Linked DNA regions of Sus scrofa: region 2 is linked to region 1. Evidence: chromatin contacts called from public promoter capture Hi-C data. All regions are on one chromosome and are shown on one strand. Each heading gives the region's core, a stretch centred on a gene start, on an enhancer-like site or on the middle of the called end of the contact. The rest is flanking DNA. Distances are from core to core; before and after follow the strand shown. Region 1 holds the start of NES (nestin). Region 2 holds the start of GPATCH4 (G-patch domain containing 4).

Evidence for each region. Promoter capture Hi-C pulls out the DNA fragments that hold promoters and counts their contacts.
Region 2: a contact with region 1 is called in a promoter capture Hi-C map of fetal liver, with 2.0 times the contacts expected there. The contact joins the promoter of GPATCH4 here to the promoter of NES in region 1. A contact is called at or near these places in 1 of 5 promoter capture datasets (fetal liver) and 3 of 47 Hi-C or Micro-C datasets (embryonic fibroblasts, heart right ventricle and skeletal muscle).

The regions. Positions count from the first base shown.
Region 1 is chr4:93,407,889-93,415,644 of Sscrofa11.1, reverse strand. It overlaps NES (nestin), which reads right to left and starts at 2,985. Exons shown (of 4, transcript XM_005663265.3): 1 at 2,051-2,985; 2 at 833-957. The coding sequence starts at 2,833.
Region 2 is chr4:93,482,036-93,489,791 of Sscrofa11.1, reverse strand. GPATCH4 (G-patch domain containing 4) reads right to left here and starts at 3,427. Exons shown (of 8, transcript NM_001243353.1): 1 at 3,353-3,427; 2 at 1,298-1,436; 3 at 813-886; 4 at 606-698; 5 at 433-519. The coding sequence starts at 1,376.

The sequences.
Region 1 (7,756 bases), core at 1,736-4,235:
AACCTGCCCCAGGGCCCCTGCCTTTGTTTGCCTGTGGATTCTGGGGGCCCTGTCCTAATAGCCTGTCTAGCCCTGGCCCCCCTCTGCCAGCGTGGGGTATGCAGCTCTTCGCAGTGGCAAAGCCCCTCCTTGGGCTCCATCAGCGAATCCTCAGCTAAGCAGGCCAGTTTCTCAGAAGAAACCAAAAGCCCTAGTGGGTTTGCTCAATGCCACAGAGCGAGAGAAGTGGCACTTCCTCTTTGCCTTTCCTGAGCCAACTGGGATTGTGGTCAGTAGAAGGGCTGGAAAGGGCCAAGGGCCCTCGGGCTTGAGAGAAGTCAGGCCTCAGGACATTCAGGATGGAAGGGACCTTGGATGTCACCCAGGCCATCGCCCATCCTCCAGACAAGGAGACTGAGACCCAGGTCAGGAGGCAAGTCAGTGCCACCAGCCCGCCCCTGCAGTCCCTCCTTTCTGAGGCTGCCCAAAGACATCGCCCTCTTGGTGTGAGCACACACTCAGACCGGGCTCTTCAGCCCCCGCGGGTAACGGGCAGGGGGTGGGGGGGGTCCTGGCAGCGGATGATCCACACGTGTCCAGCCCTCTCTCTGGAGGCTGTCCCACTCAGCTATGTCACCTCTCCTTGGAGGATTTCCTGGGCAAGGAAATCTGGTCCTGAACCCACAGGGGAGCAGGGGGGCTTACACTGTGGTGTTAAAAGGAGCCTAAAATCCTAGGACCTCGTGGTGACAAAGCTGCCACCACCTGCGGCTCTGGGCCCCTTCAGCTGAGGAGTCTTTCCCTGCGGGTCGGTGTGCATCGGTGTGCCTGGTGGGTCACGGTCAACCTGTACCTGTATGTGGCCACCTCCAGGCTGAGGGACATCTTGAGGTGTGCCAGCTGCTGCCGACCTTCCAGGACCTGGGCGATCTGGCTCTGTAGGCCCTGTTTCTCCTGCTCCAGGGCCTCCACGGCCAGCTGCAGAGCAAGGCCGAAAGATAGTCAGTGAGGTGGTGGGGTCCTTACTGCCAGCTAACCTCTGTCCCCCTTGGCTGCTGCAGCAGCATCTTCTGCTCCCTGATTGACTTCCCTGCAGATCAGATTTCTGCCTGCCCCCCTCTGGAGCCTCCAGAAGAGCAGAGTGGCCCCCTCAGCCCTCTCCCACGGCCTGGCTCCTCCTCTGAGGATGCTGATTAAATGGTAGCACATGCTGCTCAGCATTCAGCTCCCACAGGAAGGGGGAGGTGAGGGAAGAGAGGCGATGGCTTACAGAGAGCAGGAGAGGGGGAAAGTGGAAGCAGAAGGAAAAACGATTAATCAAGAGGCCTGGAGCCCGCAGGACTGGAAACCAAACAGCGCTGGTCCCAGTCACTGTCTCCTGCTCCCCACACCGGGGGCCCCCACCCCACCCCCACTTCCCACATGTTCTGGAATCTTTCTCCTCGGAGAGGAGGAGTGGGGAGGTGGCCATGGTGAGACCTCTGTCTGGCCCAGGCAGGAGGCTGTTTTCTCAGCTGCTGGTCCCATCTGTGCAGTGTGAGGGGAAGCAGCTGTCCCAGGCTTCTGGAATGTGCTCAGGAGCCCAAAAGCCCTGACAAGGGAGAAGGGCTGGTGGCCCCTCATCCAGGGCCCCTCACAGCCCCTCCTGTCAAGGGGGGAGGAGGGCAGCTGGGAACTTGGGAGATCTGAGTGGCCAGACCATCAGACCCAGCGTTGAGAGGGAAAGTCCTGAGCATCTTCTGAGTGACAGGAGAGCCTAAGGAGGGGCCCAGAGGCCATCAGGGTGGGAAGGGGCCATCCAGACGGTGAGGAGGTGGCTGCAACGTCTTGGGCCTGCCTGCCCTTCCAGGGATCTGCGTTGAGACGGCTCATCCAAGCCCTACTCTAGACGGAGATGTGAACGTCTAGGCTGGTGGCACCGATCATGGCTTTCTAAGAACCGGCCCCTGAATCTGCATCTCCTCCCGCCCCCCACTTCCTACTCCCTTTCCAAGGTCTCTGAACCCCAAAGGGACTTCTCAAAGCCTCGATTTGCTCAGGCTTTCCCCACACCCCGCCCTCACTTCCTCACCTGGAACTGCTCAGTGGCCCGTAGCCGCTCCTGCCAGCGGCCCTCCAACCTCTGCTCCAGCGCAGCCCTGCGCTCCTGGAGGCCGCTGCGCTCCGCCTGAAGCTGCTGCAGCTCCAGGCGACCCTCGCGAGCGCCCTGCATCGCGTGGCCCAGGCGCTCGCGGGCCTGGCCCAGCGACGTCTCCATGTGCGCCACGCGCTCCTGGTAGCCGCGCACAGCCCCGCGCCACGCCTCGCCCAGACGCCGCGCCAGCTCCTCCACTTCGGGGGCCGGCGTGGGGGGCCCTCGGGGCGGAGCGGGGCCGCGCGGGGCGCAGGCAGCCTGCGCGTTCAGGCCGGCTAGCTCCTCCTCGTGCGCCGCGCGCAGAGCCTCCAGTTCGCGCTCCAGCTCCGCCGCCTGCGTGCTCAGCCAGGTCTGAGCGCATTTCTCGGCCTCGACAACACGCCGGCTGCGGGCCACCTCCTCCGACGTCCGCTCCCGGGCCAGCCGCAGCTGCTGGCACCGGCCCGCCACGCCCTCCACCTCTTCAGCCAGGTTGTCGCGCGCCACCTCGGCCGCGTGCTTCTCCAGCCAGCGCTGGTCGACGAGGGCCCGCAGGGCCGCCAGCTCGTCGTCGGCACGGGCCCTCCAGGAGGCGACCCCGGACTGTGCCCGGAGACCCTTGAGCTCCGCGCTGAGCAGCTCATTCTGCTCCTCTAGCGCCTTGACCCGGGCCAGGTAGGCCTCCAGGCGCCGGTTGAGCTCCCACATCTGAAAAGATTCCTCCCCCAGGCAGCCCTCCATCCTGCTCGTCTGACCCACCGAAGGTGGAGGGACGCAGAGCACCAAGACGGGCCAGCAGCTCTCAAAGCTTTTAGGACGAAAAGGAAAAGGAGACGGATGGGGACAATGGCGGGGCGGGGCAAGAAGCAGCCGGAGCGACTGAGAGTCGGGAGTGGGAGCGAGGCTATTCATACTCCCGCCAGGCTGGCGGGAAAAGGGGCGGGACCCAGGCCTTAACCCCTTAGGGTTCAGAGAAACTGCGTCCGCCTCTATCCCCTTGGTCCTGTGTGCTGGAGAGGAGAACGGAGCCAAAGGAAAAGCCACGCCTGGAGAATCCGATCCGATGGTGGTGGCTTTCTGGGGTGGGAGGCAGTGAGGAAGGGTCATAACCCCAGATAAAAGCAGATTATACACGGAACTGAGGCTGTGGAGGAAGTGCCAGGGGATTCAGGCCTGGGAAGGGGTGCCAGTCTCAGTTACTCAGCGCACCCAAGAGAGGTATCATTTACTGAATTCCTCTAAGCCTCAGTTTCTTCATGCATAAAATGGGAACAATAACGGAACTCTCATGGGACTGCTGAAAGAATAGATGACGTTTTTCATAAATAGCAAAGGCTCATCCTCCTGAAATACTGGAAGAAGGCAGCATCGAAGAGAGTTTAGAAAGACATTGCCTGGAAAACAAGAAAAAAAAAATGCATTTGCACGTGCACCCTATTTCCTCTGTCTCTATCAGGAAACGGAGAGAGCAGGCAAAAGCGTTTCCCCCATTATTCCCCTCATCCGTCCTACTCTTCTGTCATATAACCTGAGGTTCGCAAACCTACTTTCTAGGTAATCGAAGGCCTCCCCCAGCTCTCAGGGAAGGACACCCCACCTTGTCTTCGGTGTCGGAAATTTTTGGGTCGAGGGCGCCCCCTGGTGGCTGACAGACTAGATCGAGACGAGGAAGTAGAAGCAGCACAAGGAGCCCGGATTTATTGAGCGTTTGTAATACGCAAAATCACGTTCAAACATTTTATTTACGTTATCTGACTGAATCCTCAAAACATCCCTGAAGGCGGGAGTAGTTAGGAAGGGCTTCTGGAGGAAGAGAGGTCCTCGAACTGGGTAGTGAGGGAGGTGGAATTTGGGGTTTGTAGAGTGAAGGGGCGCAGGCTCAGAGAGGAGTGTCAGGGATAATGAGAGCGCGAAGGGATCTTTGGGGAAGGAATTTATGCTCATGAAAGTCCAATTTAGCGCTCCAAGTGTTGGATGAGACCTCTTATGTCTCAGCACTGAAAGAATTCATAGTTTGGTAACATGAGGGCAAGAGTGACAGGTGCTCATAGTCTGGCGGTGAGGTCAACGATAAGGTTATCATGGAGTTCTCGTCATGGCACAGTGGAAACGAATCCGGCTAGGAACCACGAGATTTCGGGTTCGATCCCTGGCCTCGCTCAGTGGGTTAAGGATCCAGCATTGCCTTGAGCTGTGGTGTAGGTCACAGACGTGGCTCAGATCCTGAGTTGCTATAGCTGTGGTGTAGGCCAGCAGCTGTAGCTCTGATTAGACCCCTAGCCTGGGAACCTCCATATGCCACAGGTGCGGCCCTGAAAAGACAAAACAAAACAAAACAAAACGCCAATAATTTTGTCCTAATACTTAGCACCTGAGGTGTCCACAGAGACCTGGGGGAGCACAGAGAATGGAGAAGGTCCTCTGGGTACAGCAGGGTCACTGACCAGGAGGCTGTCCCACCAGGCCAGCTGGGCTTTGGAGTTCACTGCTAGTATGTGGAGAGGAAGGGAAGGACCAGTGGGCGTGGAGTGGAGGGATCGACTGAGACTTAGCGTGAACCAGGAGACTGAGGCTTCTCCATCCCCACCTTGCTTCACAAATCCTGCCCTTTGGTTTGGGCAGGGGCGTCCCAAGAGTTGTGTCCAGGAGAGCTGACTTGGGGTCTCTCCCTCCTCTTTCTTTTCCTGGCTGTAGGAAGAGAGAAGCCGAATACTAGAGATGTCCTGGGAGCCTTGAGGGGGTCCCCTGGAGACGGGGGAGTGGCAGTGGGGTGAGGAGCACCTCTTCCGGGCCCCTCACTCTTACCCAGAGGGGAGACATTTGGCGCTGGTCTCATGCAAGAAGTACGAGGTCTGACTCTTACACATTCTAGCTGAAGGACCTTAGACAAATTGCAGAGATTCTCCAGCTGAGCCTCAGTTTACCTTTTTGGTGAAAGAGATTAATACTTACCCATCCCCAGGCATTGGTTCTGAGGATCAAACAAGACCAGGTAGGAGTTCCTGTCATGGCTCAGTGGTTAATGAATCTGACTAGCATCCATGAGGATGCAGGTTCAATCCCTGGCCTCTCTCAGTGGGTTAAGGATCTGGCATTATCGTGAGCTGTGGTGTAGGTCGAAGACAAGGCTCGGATCTGGTGTTCCTATGCCTCTGATGTAGGCCAGCAGCTACAGCTCCAGTCGATCCCTAGCCTGGGAAGCTCCATATGCCAAGGTCACAGCCCTAAAAAGATGAAAAGAGGAGTCCCTGTCGTGGCTCAGAGGTTAACGAATCCGACTAGGAACCATGACGTTGCGAGTTTGATCCCTGGCCTTGCTCAGTGGGTTAAGGATCCGGCATTGCCGTGAGCTGTGGTGTAGGTCACAGATGAGGCTCGGATCCAGCGTTGCTGTGGCTGTGGCATAGGCCGGTGGCTACAGCTCCAATTAGACCCCTAGCCTGGGAACCTCCATATGCCATGGGAGCGGCCCTAGAAAAGGCAAAAAGACAAAAAAAAAAAAAAAAAAAGAAGGACCTCAAGGGTTGGAATTAATCCCAGGAGAAGATGGCCAGATGGTGAGGGAACTTGGAATAATGTTTGATGGAGACTTTCTGAATCTACTTGAGTCTCGGGATCACAGCTAAGTTCTGAATCTAAGAATAACAGCCTCTGAGCATCACACACATTCTAAAGAAAGCTGCCATCCTGAAGGCCTTACCCTTGCCCCAGTCCCCAGGAGAGAACTGCAGCGGAGAGCGAGGAGGATGCCCGAGACACCACTGGAATGCGGAGCGGCCATCCCTGGAGGGGAGGCTGCTGCTTCCCTTCCTCTGCTCAGAGGGGAAGGGTGATACCCTCCCAGGTGAGTGGTCTCAGACTTCAACAGGGATGATGCCTCAAGGCTGGGCATCCGCCCAAAGGGCGCATCGGTGTCTCATTCCTGAACAGCTGCTTTTAGGGCAGGGGCTTGCTCATCTGCCCTCTGGGCCTCACTGAGACAGGAGGGACACAGACACTGGAGAGGGATGGCCGGGAATAGAGGGAGGGACAGGTCAGATTCCTTGTGTCAAGAGGACTCTGTGAAAGGAGCCCCTATAGGACAGCAAGCTTTGGGCATCACCACCCCTCCCCAAGGGAGGTCTGCATCTGAGGGAGGCTTACTGTAGCGCTGGGTAAGGGGTACCCATCTCTGTCTCCTCCATCCTACAGAAGAGAAGGAAGCCTCAGAGGGGGTCTGCCAAAATGTCCTTAAGGGACAGGAAAGGGAGACACAACAGAATGTCATTGCAGGCAGTGGACAGAGAGATAGAGAACTGCTTCTTTTCCATTACCTCCCCTCTCCCAATTCTTGGCCTCATAACGCAGAGACTAGGGCCATGGCAGGAAGTCACTCTTGCCCCATCCCTAACCTGGCCCCTCCTTTGTATCTCCCTGTCCCTCTTCTCTCTTCCCTCCACTACCCAACTAGATGGGTCCTGCTGGATGTGTGTGGCCAATGGTAACCTCAGCAAGGAGTCCCCAGTCTTTTTTTCTCCCCCCTTTTTGGCCACCCCATGGCATATGGAGGTCCAGTGCCAGGAATCAGATCCAAGCTGCAGGTGCAACCTAAGCCACAGCAATGGCAACATCAGATCCCTAACCCAGCAGGGCTGGGGAATTGGACCTGAGTCCCAATGATCCCAAGATGCCACCAATCCTGTTGCACCACAGGAGGAATGCCTCCCCAGTCTTTTGGCAATAAAAAAAGAGATGGGAAGGGGAAAGTGAGCAGGCGGGAGACCAGATGGTAGGAGGAATGACAACTTTGAGAAGCTCTATACCAAGAGATCTGGAGAAGTAGAGACAGGGAGAGCGGTACTGAGGAGGTGATCAGCCGAGCAGAGAGCGGGCCCAGGGACCCCTCCCGGGAAGCCGGGCTTTGGCCTGAGAGCTTGGGATGCGGGCTGGACCCTGCCTTTCTGTCCTGCCTTTCCATAGCCACGTGAGGGAGACTTGGAGCTGGAGCTGGTGCTGGGAGGCAGAAATGCTCCTTCTCTCTTCATTTCCCCCTTTTCCAACTGGAGGGATGCTAGGACTGGCTTTGTAGTCTTCTTTTCCTCAGGTCCACAGCAGGGCAGATGGCCTCCTCCTCCCCCGTTCTCCATCCTGGGGGAGGGGTTGAGGGATGGCAAGTAAGATTGGAAAAACATTGAACAAAGTGCCCTGACTCTCTGTGCAACCTTGGACTTGTCAGTTCACCCCTCTGGGTCTTGGTTCCTCATTCATTTATTCAAATAGGATTTATAAATCACCTATTAAGTGCCAGGGGCATGATAGGCATTAGATAAATGTTGCAAAGGAATCAAAAATGACTAACCCATAGCCCGTGCACGGGGAGGCGGTGGGCTGGTAGGGTGCAATCCACATAGCATGATGGGGGTGGGGGACAAAGGAGGCGGCAGGGTGGTTTGGTTTGGACCTTTGCCCTCCGGGCAGTGAGGAGCCTGTGGAAAGGTTTTAACTTCAATCAAAGGTCACCTGGTCAGATCTGCATTTTATTTTTTTATTTTTATTTTTTGGTCTTTTTGCCTTCTCTAGGGCCGCTTCTGTGGCATATGGAGGTTCCCAGGCTAGGGGTCCAATCGGAGCTGTAGCCACCGGCCTACCCCAGAGCCACAGCAACTCAGGATCCAAGCCACATCT
Region 2 (7,756 bases), core at 2,178-4,677, 74 kb before region 1:
AACGCCAGGGGTCTGGCCTGTCTGCCACAACAGCCAGCTGTGGGCTCTACGCAAACCACTTTCCTCCCTGTTGGCCACATCTGCAACATAAGGACGATGGGTCAGATCAGATACTCTCTCAGGTCTCCCCAGGCTTCTAGGTCCTTTGAATTGGACATCCCCTCCCTGCCCTGCTCTGCCCCTCCTGACTGTCCCCACCTCCCACTCCCTGCCGCTGCCCCTCAGCGGATGATAGGGATCCATGCAACCTGAGGATTTCAATTCTTGCTGAGGGTCTGGGCCATCTAGGTAAGTGACAGCAAGGCTGGTCACAGGATCTCACTGTCAGGACAGTCTTGAGAACAGGTAGTGCATTCGAGGCAAACTGTTCCGGCCCCAGGGGAGACCAGGGTAGGAAAAAAGGATGGGGCCTCTCACTCCCACCTCTGATACCTTCACAAACTTTTGATACAGCAGGTTGGGCTTGGGCTGATTATGACGGGTGGTCTCCTTAGCCAGGTGCCTGATCTGGACTCCATCCTGTGGGGAAGTACCTGTGAGCAGGTGATGGGCCGTGTCTCCCTCACCCCCATGCATCCCAGGCCCCCATCTATTAGAGCTCATACCCGTCCTGTTTCCACTACCAAGCTGGCTGCTGTCTTGTTGAAGAGCTCATTCCACCAGTGGTTTGTGAACTCCTTGGCAGGGTCGTGTCCCACCTGCCGGAGGACGAAGTATGAATGAACCCAGGACGTGTTATTCCCGTCCCTCCCCTGGCCTCAAGACCCCCCTCTCCCATCTGCACTGACCTCCCCCAGCCAGCCCAGGCTTACCCCATGAGTGTCCTGCTTCAGTGTCACCCTGAGGGCCTGGGTGATACCGTTCTCCTTCCGGCCCAGGCCTTTGCCTACGGAAGACAGTGAATGATTTGAACACCCCAAGCCCTCACCCCAGCACATGGCGGATCCTTGCCATCCACACACCTGGCACTAGGAAAGCCCCCGCGCTCTCAGAAGCCCTCCCAGTTTCATTCTTTCCAGCACCTCTCCATGCAGCCCTCCTGTCTTCCAGCCTGAACTATCCTTCCTTCATAATTCTTTCAGGACAGAGGTCATGTTTCTTCCTCCCCCTCCCAGTCCTCCCACTTCTTTCTCCCATTCTTTCCTTTTCTGGAAAAGCCAGCAACTTTCTTCACAAATTTCCCTTTAAACTAACTTTTCCTCCTGCAGTTGAAAGGACTACATAGGGTTAACCCAGAAGGATCCCTCTTCCCCAGGCAGAGGCTTGGGGGTACGTGGAAGGGGCCTGTGGGGATCACCTTGAGTCCATCCATGCTTTAGCAGCTGCTCCTCAGCAAACTTCATCCCACGACTCTTGACCTCTGGGGTGACACTCATGGTGAGAAAAGAGTCACTGTCCTCAGCCCCTCACCAGAGAAGAGGAGTTCACAGTCATCCCTTTAAGAGGAAAGGAAAAAGTGCTCAAATCCTGCAAAAAATCCATCCTGACTGCTCTTATAAGAATTCTTTCTTGCAGAGTTTCCATTGCCATGCAGCAGAAACAAATCCGACTAGGGACCATGAGGTTGCAGGTTTGATCCCTGGCCTCGCTCAGTGGGTTAAGGATCTGGCATTGCCATGAGCTGTGGTGTATGGGTGCAGACACAGCTCGGATGCTGCGTTGCTGTGGCTGTGGTGTAGGCCGGCAATTGTAGCTCCGATTAGACCGCTAACCTGGGAACCTCCACATGCCGTGGGTGCAGCCCTGAAAAAAAAAAATTCTTCCTGGAAGCAGAAACAGAGGAAGGAGGCCTGGTCCTTGAGTGCTCCCTGTCTGACCACAGAGAGGTTAATATCATCATGTTGAAAATCAAGGAGGATTAGTATTAATAATAACACCTAAATTTATGGAGATCTCACTACATGCCAGGCTGTGCTAGGGCTTTTTTTTTTTTTTGTCTTTTTAGGTCCGCACTCTTGGCAGAAGACTCTGGCCTGACACAGTGGATTAAGGATCTGGCTTGCCACAGCTGTGACATAGGTTGCAGTTGCAGCTCAGATTCTGTTCCTGGCCCAGGGAACTTCCATATGCCACAGCTGTGGCTGAAAAAGGAAAACAGAAACAAGAAACAAAAACTAAAGACTATCACTGCTGACCTGAGTCACTTAAATGAAGTTGTGTTAAGATCATTTATTACAAGCATTGCAGACCATTTTTAAAGCCAATTAATGGCACTACTGGAGTAATCCTCTAGCCTCCCCAAATGACAACTCCAAAGGCCAAAACTTTCATTTGTGTTTAAGAAGGTCTAGGAAGTATCCTAGTTTGGGGGGGTGGGGGGAAATCAGACACATCGTTAAGTCACTCCTCCCAAATATTCCGTATTAGGCCTAAGAATGATGACCAGTCTGGTTAGATAGGAAGAGGAGCAAATTTAGGATGACTCACATGTCTGTTCATATTTCTACTGTGAAGGATGGTTACCTGAAAACCTAAATGAGATCTTGAGAGTCCCAACAGAAAAACACTGAGTGAAGAAATGGCCCTATCTTGCTTCTTGATACTGCAAGAGAATTCAAGTTCAAACACTGAGGTCTTTAAGGCCACCTCGAGGCTCTGCCTCTTCTCAGAAGTTATTTCCATCAGGCCGCAGATTCAACAACAACTAACATTTCAGCATTCATTCAATGCCAGCTTCACACACATTACCTCATTTCAACAACCCTATGAGGAGGCATTTTTACCTTCATTTCCAAATGAGGAAAAGGCATTGAGACGTTTCATTACTTGTCCAAATGAAACAGCTGGTAAGTAGCAGATTTAAGATCTCAGGCATCCCAGAACTGACATTCTTAATCACTAGGGTCCTCAGTCTGACAGCCATTAGTGCTTTACACTGTAGGACTTTACCACAGCTTGTCCCTCTTCACAGTAATTCGAAACTATATGCCCTGGTTTTACTCCCCAACCCCGGTGCTTCTAATGCAGCTCCGAGAACAGAGAATGCGTTCCGTCGTTATTCGCTGAACTGAAGGACACAGGTGGAAACTGCCTTAACAGAATGGATAACTGTGGACAAAAGCAACTAGATCCCAGGCTCTGCGCCGCAGTCTTTGTGAAGGCAGCGACTGCACGTTCAGGAACTGTTTTCTCTCCAGTTAACCTGAGTTTTCTGGAGAAGGGGCCCAGGTCCACAATTTTTAGAGCAGATCCAAACAGCCAGCTACCGTTTCCCTAGACCTCCTTCCTCTTGAGATCTAAATTCTAGCCCTCCTACCGCAGTTTCGCTTTGGTGAAACTACTTTCCTGCTCTCACATTTGCTTCTGAGCCCGGGCTCCGACAGCCACCGTCTGGGGGACTACAGCTCCTTACCGTCATTTGCAAGGTCCTCTCCGCAAAAACACATGCCAGCGACATCTTGCGCGCCGCCATCTTCCCGGAAGTGCGTTTCAGTCCTTCTAGGCGGTGGAAACCATAGAGATGCTCGCGGGAAGCAAAGTCGCCGTGGTCCTCCGGAAAGTACTTTTGCGTGGCCCACGTACTTGTATGGTTGTCATAGAAACTCAGCCCCAGAGCGCGCCCAGTTCTAGAGATTTGGGAGGTGTCCTGCTTCTTCCCTGTAGGCCCTGAGCGGCCACGGGACTTCACCCCTAACCGGCTCACTTGGGATCCTGATCCTTCCGTCTGACACCGTCTCGTCCCAGACACAAATAGGAGGAAGGAAAACTTTAGGGGGAAGCACCGAGAGTGGCCTGAGAGGTTCGTAGAGGCAGAGGAGGTAGTACCTCTGAGGTGGTTTGGGGGGATGAATACTCAGCCTGTGGGAAAACAGTTATTTATAAAATCCTAGAGAAGAGAAGTTTCAGTAGGTTTATCACGTTTTGACTCACCACCGTATGCCAGGACCTGCCCCTTTGGTACCAGTGATTCAAAGATGCATAAGACTCGAGCCCTAACTTCGGGGAGCACCTAGTATAGCCCAAGCAAAGTTGGGACCACGAGTGGGACTGAAAAGAGAGGCAGGATCCTGGAATCCATACCAGGCTGAGGTGTTTGGACTTGCCTTGTCAAGTATGAGGATCCCTTGATCAGAGGAGGGAAAGAACCTACTGCCAGGAAATCAACAAGAGAGGCTGCACACGCTCTCATTACCACAGACTGTTCCAAGGCTTAACTAAGCCACCCAAGAATAAAATCTGAAAAGAAGAATCCCTCGTTTTCATTAATTCACAGTAACTTAGTGCTCCTGCCCCACCTCCACCCCCCCCAGAACTTCAAAGGCTATTTCCTAGTAAAACCTTGTAATAATTGCTCAGTCTTTCATACTCCCTCATCCCCATAAGATTTTTTTCCATAAAAACTAATTTTACTTTTTTTTTTCTTTGGTCCTTTTTTTTTTTTTGGTTTTTTTTTTGTTTTTTTAGGGCTGCACCCAGGGCATATGGAGGTTCCAAGGCTAGAGGTCTAATCAGAGCTGTAGCTGCCAGCCCATGCCCCAGCCACAGCAACACAGGATTCGAGCAGTATCTGCAGCCTACACCACAGCTCAAGGCAACGCCAGATCCTTAACCCACTGAGCAAGGCCAGGGATCTAAGCACAACCTCATGGTTCCTAGTCAGATTCATTTCCGCTGTTCCACAACGGGAACTCCTAATTTTACTTTCAAAATATGCTACTTGTGGGAGTTTCTCTGTTGTGATGCAGAACAAACTAACCCGACTAGTATCCATGAGGACATGGGTTGGATCCCTGGTTATGGACCTGGCGTTGCCATGAGCTGTGGTGTAGGTTGCAGACACAGCTTGGATCCTGCCTTGCTATGGCTGTGCTGTAGGCTGGCAGCTATAGCTCTGATGTGAACCCTAGCCTGGGAGCCACCATATGCCATGGGTGTGGCCCTAAGATGACAAAATAAATAAATAATATGCTACTTGGGGGAGTTCCCATTGTGGCTCAGCTGTAAGGAACCCGACTAGTATGTGAGTTCAATCCCTGGCCTTGCTCCGTGGGTTAAGCACCCAGCTTGTGGTGAGCTGTGGTGTAGGTTGCAGACCCAGCTCAGATCCCGCGTGGCTGTGGCTGTGGGGTAGGCCGGCAGCTGCAGCTCTGATTTGACCCCTAGCCTAGGAACTTCCGTATGTGGCACGTGTGGCCCTAAAAAGCAATAACTAAATAAATAAAGGGTTGTCTGTAGACCAAGGGCTAGGGGTGCAGCCCTTTTCCTGATGGGCCTCAGCATCTTGTGTGGGTATAACAAGTTCCCAGCATTTATATCACTGGCTTAGGAGAGTTGTGGCAAGGTCAGGACACACTGCTGTAGGGTAAGATGAGAAGCCCCTGACCCAAGCCAGGGCCCCTGGGAGCTTCCTGAAGGAGTCTCCCTGAGGCTGCAGACCTGTCTCTGGGGTCTCTGTGGGATGGCGAAAGAAGAAATGGGCCTCAAGGAGTTCAGAATTTCAGAGAGTCTCACACTCCTCACAAAAGTTGTGAGAAGTAAAAGTCATCACGACACGACTACTTAAAAGGAAATACTCTGACGTGCAGACATAGCAAGACCAATAGAAATAGTTACTGCAGTAATATTTACAAAGTGGAAAAATTATGAAGAATTTAAATATCCCACAACAGGAGACTGGCTAAATAAATTATAGTGTGACCATGCAATGCACTAATATGTAGCCTTACAAAATGAAATTTAGGAGTTTTTGCTGTGGCACAACAGGATCTGTGGCATCTTGGGAGTGCTGGGATGCCTGTTCCATTCCCTGCTGGCATAGTGGGTTAAGGATCTGGCATTGCCGAAGCTGTGGCTTAAGTCACAACTCCTGTTCCGATCTGATCCCTGGCCCGGAAACTCCATATGCCTCGGGGCTACCAAAAAAGAAAAGAAAAAAAAATGAAGTTTAAAGAGTCTTATTAACTTGGTGGAAATGTCTATGACTAAAATGAAAAAACAGGTACAAAATAGTTCCTATATAATAAGAGCCCATCTATGTTAAAAATTCTTAGGCAATAACATCAAAAGGAATGAAACACCAGGGAATTTAACAAAATATAAAAAAGAGGTGCAAGAGTTGTACACAAAAATTACAAAAATATTATTGAAAGAAATTAAAGACCCACATAAATGGAAAGACACCTATGTTCGTAGGTTGGAGGAATTAATCTTAAGGTCTCACAATAGGGAGTTCCCGTCATGGCTCTGTGGTTAACTAATCTGGCTAGGAACCATGAGGTTTCAGGTTCGATCCCTGGCCTCACTCAATGGGTTAAGGATCCGCTGTTGCTGTGAGCTGTGGTGTAGGTCGCAGATGCAGCTTGGATCTGGGGTTGCTGTGTCTGTGGTGTAGGCCGGCAGCTACAGCTTCAATTAGCCCCTTAGCCTGGGAACCTCCATATGCCATAGGTACGGCCCTAGGAAAGACAGAAAGACAACAACAACAAAAAAATCTCACAATACCCTCCAAATTGGTCTACAAAGTCAACACAATATTTCAAAATCTTAGCTGACTTTTTTCTTTTTCTTTTTGCATAAATTGTCAATCTGATTCAAAAATTCAAATGGAAATGCAAGGGGTTTGAAAAAGAACAATGTTGAAAGACTAACTCTTCCCCATTTCCCAAGATACTGCAAGGCTACAGTAATCCAGACTGTGGTTCTGGCATAGGCTAGACATATGGCTCAATAGAACAGAAATGAGAGTCCAGAAGTAAACCCATACATTTATGGACAATTAATTTTCTTTCTTTCTTTCTTTTTTTTTTTTTTTTTTTTTTTTTGTCTTTTTTGCTATTTCTTGGGCCGCTCCCGCGGCATATGGAGGTTCCCAGGCTAGGGGTCGAATCAGAGCTGTAGCCACCGGCCTACGCCAGGAGCCACAGCAAAGAGGGATCCGAGCCGCGTCTGCGACCTACACCACAGCTCACGGCAACGCCGGATCGTTAACCCACTGAGCAAGGGCAGGGACGGAATCCGCAACCTCATGGTTCCTATCAGATTCGTTAACCACTGCGCCACGACGGGAACTCCTGGACAATTAATTTTCAATTAGAACGCCAAGAAAATTCAATGAGGAGAAACAGTCTTTTCAATAAACGGTGCTAAGACAACTGGATAGCCACATGCATAAAAAATGAAGTTGGACACCTGCCACACTCATATGTGAAAATTAACTCAAAATGAATAAAAAGCCTAAATGTAAGAGTGAAACCTCTAAAACTCTTAAAAGAAAACATAGAGGAGTTCTCTGGTGGCTCAGTGGATTAAGGATCTGGCATTGTCACTGCTGTGGCTGGGGTTCAGTCCTTGGCCCAGGAACTTCTGTTTGCTGCGTTCATGGACCAAAAAACCCCCAAACTCAAAATCTCAAACCAAAACAAAAAAAAAAGAAAAGAAAGAAAGAAAACATAGATATAAATTTTCATAACTTTGGATTAAACAATAGTTTCTTAGATATGGCTATAAATGTACAAGCCACCAAAGAAAAAAAAAAATGGATATACTGGGGAGTTTCTATTGTGGCTCAGTGGTAACAAACCTGACTAGCATCCATGAGGACGCCAGTTTGATCCCTGGCCCATTCAGTGGGTTAAGGATCTAGTGTGGCGGTGAGCTTCTGTGCAGTTTGTAGACATGGCTTGGATCAGTCATTGCTGTGGCTGTGGTGTAGACTGGCAGCTACAGCTCCAATTTTACGACAAGCCTGGGAACTTCCATGTGCCTTGGTGCAGCCCTAAAAAACAAAACAAAGACGATAAATCGGACTTCATCAAAA